Regions from separate parts of the Sus scrofa genome. Here region 2 is linked to region 1. Evidence: chromatin contacts called from public HiChIP or PLAC-seq data. All regions are on one chromosome and are shown on one strand. Each heading gives the region's core, a stretch centred on a gene start, on an enhancer-like site or on the middle of the called end of the contact. The rest is flanking DNA. Distances are from core to core; before and after follow the strand shown.

Evidence for each region. HiChIP or PLAC-seq counts read pairs in DNA pulled down with a chosen protein or histone mark.
Region 2: an H3K27ac HiChIP or PLAC-seq map of alveolar macrophages shows a contact between it and region 1. The contact joins the enhancer-like site here to the promoter of PIAS3 in region 1. A contact is called at or near these places in 1 of 5 promoter capture datasets (liver), 5 of 47 Hi-C or Micro-C datasets (blood, embryonic fibroblasts, heart right ventricle and 2 more) and 2 of 2 datasets of contacts at active chromatin or transcription factors (alveolar macrophages and skeletal muscle).

Annotation. Positions count from the first base shown.
Region 1 is chr4:99,461,143-99,464,697 of Sscrofa11.1, forward strand. PIAS3 (E3 SUMO-protein ligase PIAS3) reads left to right here and starts at 2,276. Exons shown (of 14, transcript XM_005663531.3): 1 at 2,276-3,555.
Region 2 is chr4:99,363,742-99,367,059 of Sscrofa11.1, forward strand. It overlaps POLR3GL (DNA-directed RNA polymerase III subunit RPC7-like), which reads right to left. Exons shown (of 10, transcript XR_002343450.1): 5 at 2,557-2,625; 6 at 1,931-1,987; 7 at 1,633-1,706; 8 at 1,391-1,504; 9 at 949-1,085; 10 at 1-556. Among named protein-coding and RNA genes, the nearest start is that of ANKRD34A, 12 kb to the right of the region's middle. Within about 2 kb of position 1,805, at least 39 of the 83 cell types and tissues checked have an H3K27ac peak or open chromatin away from gene starts, as enhancers often do. A contact at or near this core is called in alveolar macrophages and liver, where this site is marked.

The DNA.
Region 1 (3,555 bases), core at 1,026-3,525:
GTTTGAAGAACAATCTTCTATAAAAATGGGAATTGACACTCTTCTTTTTTCTTAAGTCTGTTTCTTTCTGACACAGCTCTAATCTTTTTTCTCTACCTTGGGACTCCTTAGTCCACTCTCTTTTTTAAGGTGGAGAGATTGAGAGGCCTGGATTTTCTTGAAGATGTACAATCTAAAATATTCTGTCATGTGTTAAACCCTGTTGTCTAGATTTGAGGTGCTCTGTCTCACGTAGTCAGTGTTCTTTGCCCCAGGTGCAACGTGGGATGGAAAGTCTGATTCTTGGAAAAGGGATGAAGGGATACTCAGAGTTGGCTTCTTCCCTCCCATTCTGTTCTCAGACTGAAAAAAAAAAGTCTGTCTCGTGGTCACTTCCCCTGGGTCTCCTCCCCTTCCTGACCCTCCACCAGCCAGACTGCCAGGTGAGAGGGGGGCAGCAAGTTCTTCCAAAATCTGGGGTTGTGGTTTGGTGGCCCCCACACTGGTCCCTCCCAATTCCTTCTCTCAGCCCACCCCCTGCTGGGTTATGCTGGGTCAGGTGGCAGCGGTTTGGCAGGAAATAAACTGACTGGGCCGAGAGAAGAGTGGGGAGGGGCTGCTGTGGAAGACGGGGGAGGGGTGGGAGCAGATTGGGGATGCAGAGCCCAGCTCCTGGGTTTGGCCAGGAAAAGCAAGAAAAGAGATTAGATCCTAGAGAAGATGAAGGTCAACTTTAGGGTTTGTGTGTGTATGGATGGGCACAGGACTACTGTAAGGCTGGGAGAATGAAGAGAGGAATTGAAGGGGGAAAAGAAGTGTGCAGCTGCCGGAAGAAGAGCATCAAATGGTCCAGGTTATGTCTATTAAGGGGAACACAGAGTTCCCTGGTGGTTCAGCGGGTTGAGGATCCTGTGTTGTCACTGCTGTGCCCCTGTTTCCATGCCTGGCATGGGAACTTCTGCATGCTGTGAGTGTGGCTGAAAAAAAAGAGGGGAACAGAACCTCTCTTCCTTCCTGCTCTTAGAGTTACCAAAGAATAGAAAAGGACTGTAGTTCCTGAACCTGACTAGTATCCATGAGGATGCGGGTTTGATCCCTGGCCTCGCTCAGTGGGTTAAGGATCTGGCGTTGCTATGAGCTGTGGTGTAGGTTGCAGACGTGGCTCAGATCCTGCCTTGCTGTGGCTGTGGCGCAGGCCGGCAGCTGTAGCTCTGATTGGATCCCTAGCCTGGGAACCTTCATATGCTGCAAGTGCAGCCCTAAAAGGCAAAAAAAAAAAAAAAAAAAAAAAAAAAAGACTGTAATATTCCCTATTATATATGCAGTGTGCGGTGGGAAGAATGAAGTGACTGCTGAAAAGGTCCAGAGAGGAGGAGGGTCATTTTGCTAAGTTCAAGTATGAGTCAGGAAACAGCTCTGGTAATGGAAGCCAGGTCTTTGGCTTCCTCTGGGGCTCCTGGAAGCTGATCCCAGGACGGCTGAGCTGTGGGAATGGTCAGTGATGTTCGTGTTAACATGAAGTGGAAACTATTCCAGCCCCTGGTCTTCCTAGGCAATGGCCCTCTATTCAGCTCCATAAACTGTTACAACCTCAAGCCCTGAAATTTTCCCAAGAAATCGTTCTTTCCAGAAGTAACTATAGTCTTAATGTTCCCCTCTTTCCTTCTGGGCTGTTTAGTGGGACTTCAGTAGGGACTTATATTCCTGCTTCACTTCCCCTTGTTCTCTAGGCTTCAGCTGTAGGAGTGTATGTGTGAGAGAAGGTGGGGCTTGCAGAGCCATGATGGGGTTCAGACTACGTTTTTGAATGCCCTCAATCTGAAACTTGGTCCTGATCTGCAGGTTCCCTCCTCTGGTAACATTAATTTAATAAGCTGATATTTAAAGGGCCTACTATGTGCCAGGCACTGGATATAGAGAGAGCTTGCATGCAGGCTCAGATTCAGATGCTCTTCTTCCTAGTTATATGTTATCTTGTAGGGATGCTGAAACTTATAACCTCAGTTAAATTTTTTTTCCCCTTGTCATTTGTTTTTATTGGGATATAGGGGGTGGGTTGGGAAATATCTCTGTGGGTTATGCCCCATCAGGAAAATGTCCATTCTAATCTCCCTTGGATTTTGGAACTTTTTCTTGGAGCTGCTGCTCTTGCTGCCAACAGCCTCTTCAGGTTTACTGCTGAGAGGCTTCTCCTTGGAAGGGAAGTTCCTCTTTTCTTTGGGGACTCTAACTGTAAAAGAGATCCCTCCTTTATGAAATCAATAGGAATCAAGGTGTGGTTTTCTTCTTTTACATTTTTACAGCTTTATTAGGGTATAACTGGCATACAATAAACTGCATGTAACATGTACAGTTTGATACATTTTGACATATGTACACACCCATTAAAAACCACACCATCAAGATACTGAGTATATCCATCACTCCCAAAGAGTTCCCCCATCTGTTTCTTAAATCCTCTCTATTTTCCTTCCCCTAAAATCACTAAAAGTTCTAGAAGATAACAAACGAGTCCATAATAACTTTAAAATTATTTTTTTGGCTGCACCTGTGGCATGTGGAAGTTCCTGGGCCAGGGATCAAATCTGTGCTGTAAGTTGCTGTACCACAGCTGCAACCTGCACCACAGCTGCAGCAATACTGGATCCTTAACTCACTCCACCACAAGGGAACTTCCATAGTTACTTTTGACTTAGAGAACTTAACAGAACAACAACAACAAAAAAAAGAGCTCAGGCCTGATGGAGACTCAAGTGTTAGAGGGAGCAGGTGGGACTTAGAACCAAATAACTGAGCTTAATTCTGCACTACGGAGCAGCAAGGAAAGAACCTGAGTGTCAGGAGAGGGTGGACATCCTTCCTAGGGATAAAATCCACAAAGTAGTTAGGCACTGTCCAGTTCAGCAGGTACCTGGGGATACTGGCAGCCTGGCACCTTCAGTCATAGAGCTGTGGAGTCGCTCAGGGAAGGATTATACTGAATGTTTAAGCTAAATGAGAGGATTATCCATATTATTTATTAGAGCACTCTTTTTGTATGCCAATTATTGGTTTAACCATCTTGTTGCTGATGCTTGGCTGACAACTCCTGCAAGGGTTTTATGTTCTCAGCACCTAACAATCTCTGAACAGCATTCAAATATTACACAAATAACTATCACTGATGTCCCAGCCAACCAAGTATAAAAGGTTATGAGTTTTTCCAGTACCTAGTTTGAGTAAACTGCTCTAAATGTGGTACTTTCAAGGGACCTGCCCACGCGTGATTAGTTTAGTTGAGAATGGGACCTCTGGAAGGTCTAACACTTTGGAGGAAGGAGAGTAGGCAGTTCAGAGAGTGGCAGGTGACATTCTGGGGAAAGAAAACCTCCGTTCTATTCACCTTCAATCACAAAAAAGGTGTGGGGGTCTCTGGTGACAATCTGTGTATTTGAGGTAGGGGGTAGGGGACCACAGATAGAGTTAGGGTTTAGGTACACTTTGGGTTTTAGCAGCCTGGGTTTTCTTTCTCCGAGGGAGAGGGCCTCACTCTAAGTAGGAACCTCTTTATGCTATCAGATTCCCGGTCCGCACTGT
Region 2 (3,318 bases), core at 555-3,054, 98 kb before region 1:
TAGCAGATTCCAGAAGTGGAGAGAAGGATATTTAGAGGGCTCCCTCTTCACAGAAACACTTTTCAAAGTGGGGTCTCCAGGGCCTGGAAGAGGGTGAGTGGGTGTGCAGAAGAATCAGCACCTCCTCCCGACTCCCTCCTCCCACCTGGCCTTCTTGACTCTCCCCACAAAAATAGCTATAATCGCTCCTTGTAAACAAGGACAAGAGCAAGGTCAAGTGTGGGAAAGCGAGGGCCCGTGTCCCTGTAAACACATGTGAACAGAGATAATCACGTCCCCATTGCTTGAGGACCAGAAGCTCAAAAGCCAGCTGCTCTGCAGGGGGTGGGCTGTTTACAACTCACTCTGCACAGCCCTTAGGATGAGTTCCTGAATGTTCCCTGGCAGAGCTAGATTGGGAGTAGGTGTCCCACCACAGGGGGTGGCAAGAAGGTACAAAGGACAGGAAGGCTGAAACCCCCAGTGTGTCACACAGGACTCTTCACAGGTAAGGAGAGAAGAACAGCTCACTGGGCATCCCCTTCATTCCTCCAGCCCTCTCCCACTGGGCCTCGCCCTGGACAGAGACAGATAAAAACATTTTACTTAAAAATATAAAACTGGTCTGACTGCTCCTAACTGTTCCCACCCCCAATTACCTCCAAAAAGAACTGTAAAAAATGGGTAGGGGCATGCGCACAGCTGTCTCGGCTCTAAGGACTCCAGGAGGAAAGGACCCTCCTTTCCCCTTTTCATACAGTCAAGACACTGGTGCTTTGCCCTTCCTTCCCCCAAGATATCACAGGCGATACAGTTTCAGAGGAAAGAGGGAGGGGAAAGGTGGAAAAGAGAGCTATCAGTTGCCACTCTCTATTCGTATCTCCAGGGACCAAATAAGTTATCTGGATTCTGATCAAATGATTTGATTATTCACAAAACCAAATAGTAGGGAGGAGTTACTCTCTGTACCCTAAATCAAGAAAGATATGAGGGTCCAAGGTATTGTTCAGGGTCCTTCTTCAGTATATAGCCTCATCCATATTGTCATCACTGTCACCCCCAAAGTCCTCTCCATTGTCAAAATATGACATGATGTAATCAGTTTCCTGAAATAGAAAAACAGGAAGGAAGGTCAGGTATATTTTCAGTGTTCCACTTCGTCCCTGTGCACCAGTCTCCTTTCCTCTCAATATCCCCGTTCTGGGGCTGAGAGGGCCCTTCAAGCTGTAGTTCACTCTTGAGAAGTGCCCAGGGGCAGATAAAGTGGAGGGCACTATCTTTTGGAGGCACTATCTCCTTTGGTCCTCCAGCCCTCTGAAGAGACCACCCCTGGTGGACAAGGTTGAGATTCCTCAGAGCTCATGAGCAGAAGAGAGGGGGTCCCCTGAGAGTGAAAGGAGGTCCCCATCACCTCTTCATGCTCTTCTTCGTCATACTCCTCTTCCTCTTCCTCTTCTTTCTCTTCTTCTTCTTCTTTCTCTTCGTCTTCCTCTGAAGTTACTTCTTCCTCCTTCTTCTCCAGGGTCTGTGTGAGGATGAAGAGGAAGAGAAATTCAGACACAGCCACATAAGAAAAAAATCGAGGCACACACGGGCCAAAGGAGAGGAATGAATCTGGGGTCCAAGTGATCTCAATGCGCATTGCTTCCTTACCTCTAGTTTCTGTATTGTTTCCTCCTTATCCTCTGTGGTCTTAAGGGGCCTCTTGGGAAGTAGAATGGTGGTCCCTGGTGAGAGGATCAAAAGGTGAACCTTCAGAGAGTAAACTTCCTTGTTAACTGGTCTACCACACCCTCTTGCACAGACCATGTCACTCTGCTGCCCTCATGTGGCCACCATGGCATCCAGCAACAATACTGGGTAGACGGGATAGGCCCTGGGAGAGCAGCCTTGGCCCTCCACCTGATGAAGGAAACCTCTCCTCTCCCTCCTTTTTCCCAGATACACTCACGTTCCTTCTGTATCTTCCGCACTCGGATCTTTAGCTCCCTGGGTAGACGTCGCCAATCTAGGAAGAGCAGGAACATAAAAGTCAGGCAGACTCTGTCTGCGGGTCTCCTATGAATGAGGACTCCTTTTTTTTTTTTGGTCCTTTTAGAGCCGCACCCGGACATATGGAGGTTCCTAGGCTAGGGGTCGAATCTGAGGTGTAGCTGCCGGCCTATGCCGCGCCACGCGGGCTTGAACTGCGTCTGTAACCACAACTCAGGGCAACACCAGATCCTTAACCCATTGAGCAAGGCCGGGGATCAAAATGGGTCCTCATGGATACTACTCAGGTTCATTAACCATTGAGCCACGACGGGAACTCCTGATGACTCTTTTTAACGGAGAGATAAGATCAGGGTAAGGATGAGGAAAGAAGTTTTGCTTCAGAGTTGCCTGGATGCCTGCCGAGCAGTGGGGTTACTTCATGGGTTTTAGGTAGAGTCTGAGAGTGTTTGGGAGCACGTCTGAGGTTCCTGAATAGGGTGGAGGTGGGGGCAGAGGAGGGTGGAGAAGACGGTGGTGGCTTGAGGCTTGAGGCATTTCAAACATTTGAAAGAAGGGAAGTTGGCGAAAGGCCCCATCACCTACCGGGGTTCCAGTCGATGGCACTGTCAACTGGCCCTGACATCTGATACTTGTCTGAGTAACGTTCCACATCTGAGGGATCAGAGGTCAAGGGTCAAAGTTTTATCCTTTCAGAGCCCTAGAATAAGATTGTTCCTGAGGGCGCAATCCTCTCATAACTCAAACATTGTCTGCTCCCTCACCCCAGACCCAGAGCCCAGAAGGTCAGCTTCAGCGAGGACATTCAACACTCTTCTAACCCGGCCTTCTGCCACCAGATTACAATGTTTTTATCTCCCTTAACCAGAGGCATGGCTATGTGGACTGGTAGTGTGGTACAGTTGAAAGCATACTAGAGCAAGAAACTAGGGTTTCAGTCTTCCCTTTACTCTTTGTCAATGGGACTAACTTAGGCAAGTCTTTTATCACTCTGAGCTTTACTTACTAGGGCTTTAGTAGGAAAGCACAAGTTGTCAATATACTGAAATACTGTACTGCCACACCCACTGGTAAATATCCACTATCCCAAGCCTCCCAAAGGTGCCCCCTTCTCCAGTCCGTCCTGGTCGCCCTGACATCTCCCAGATCCACAAACCAGAGGGGTAATCTTAATTAGCAGGGCTTCTCAGAGACCCCTTCTCAACCCCTTCTGACTGGTTGGTGCCTGCAATACCCAGAGTGTTAAAATTTTTTATACATCTTCACATTTATACCTGTAAAATGGGCAGTTTTATAATAACCTCCTACTGTCCAAGACTATTGTGAGGCTCAAAACAAACCATGGAC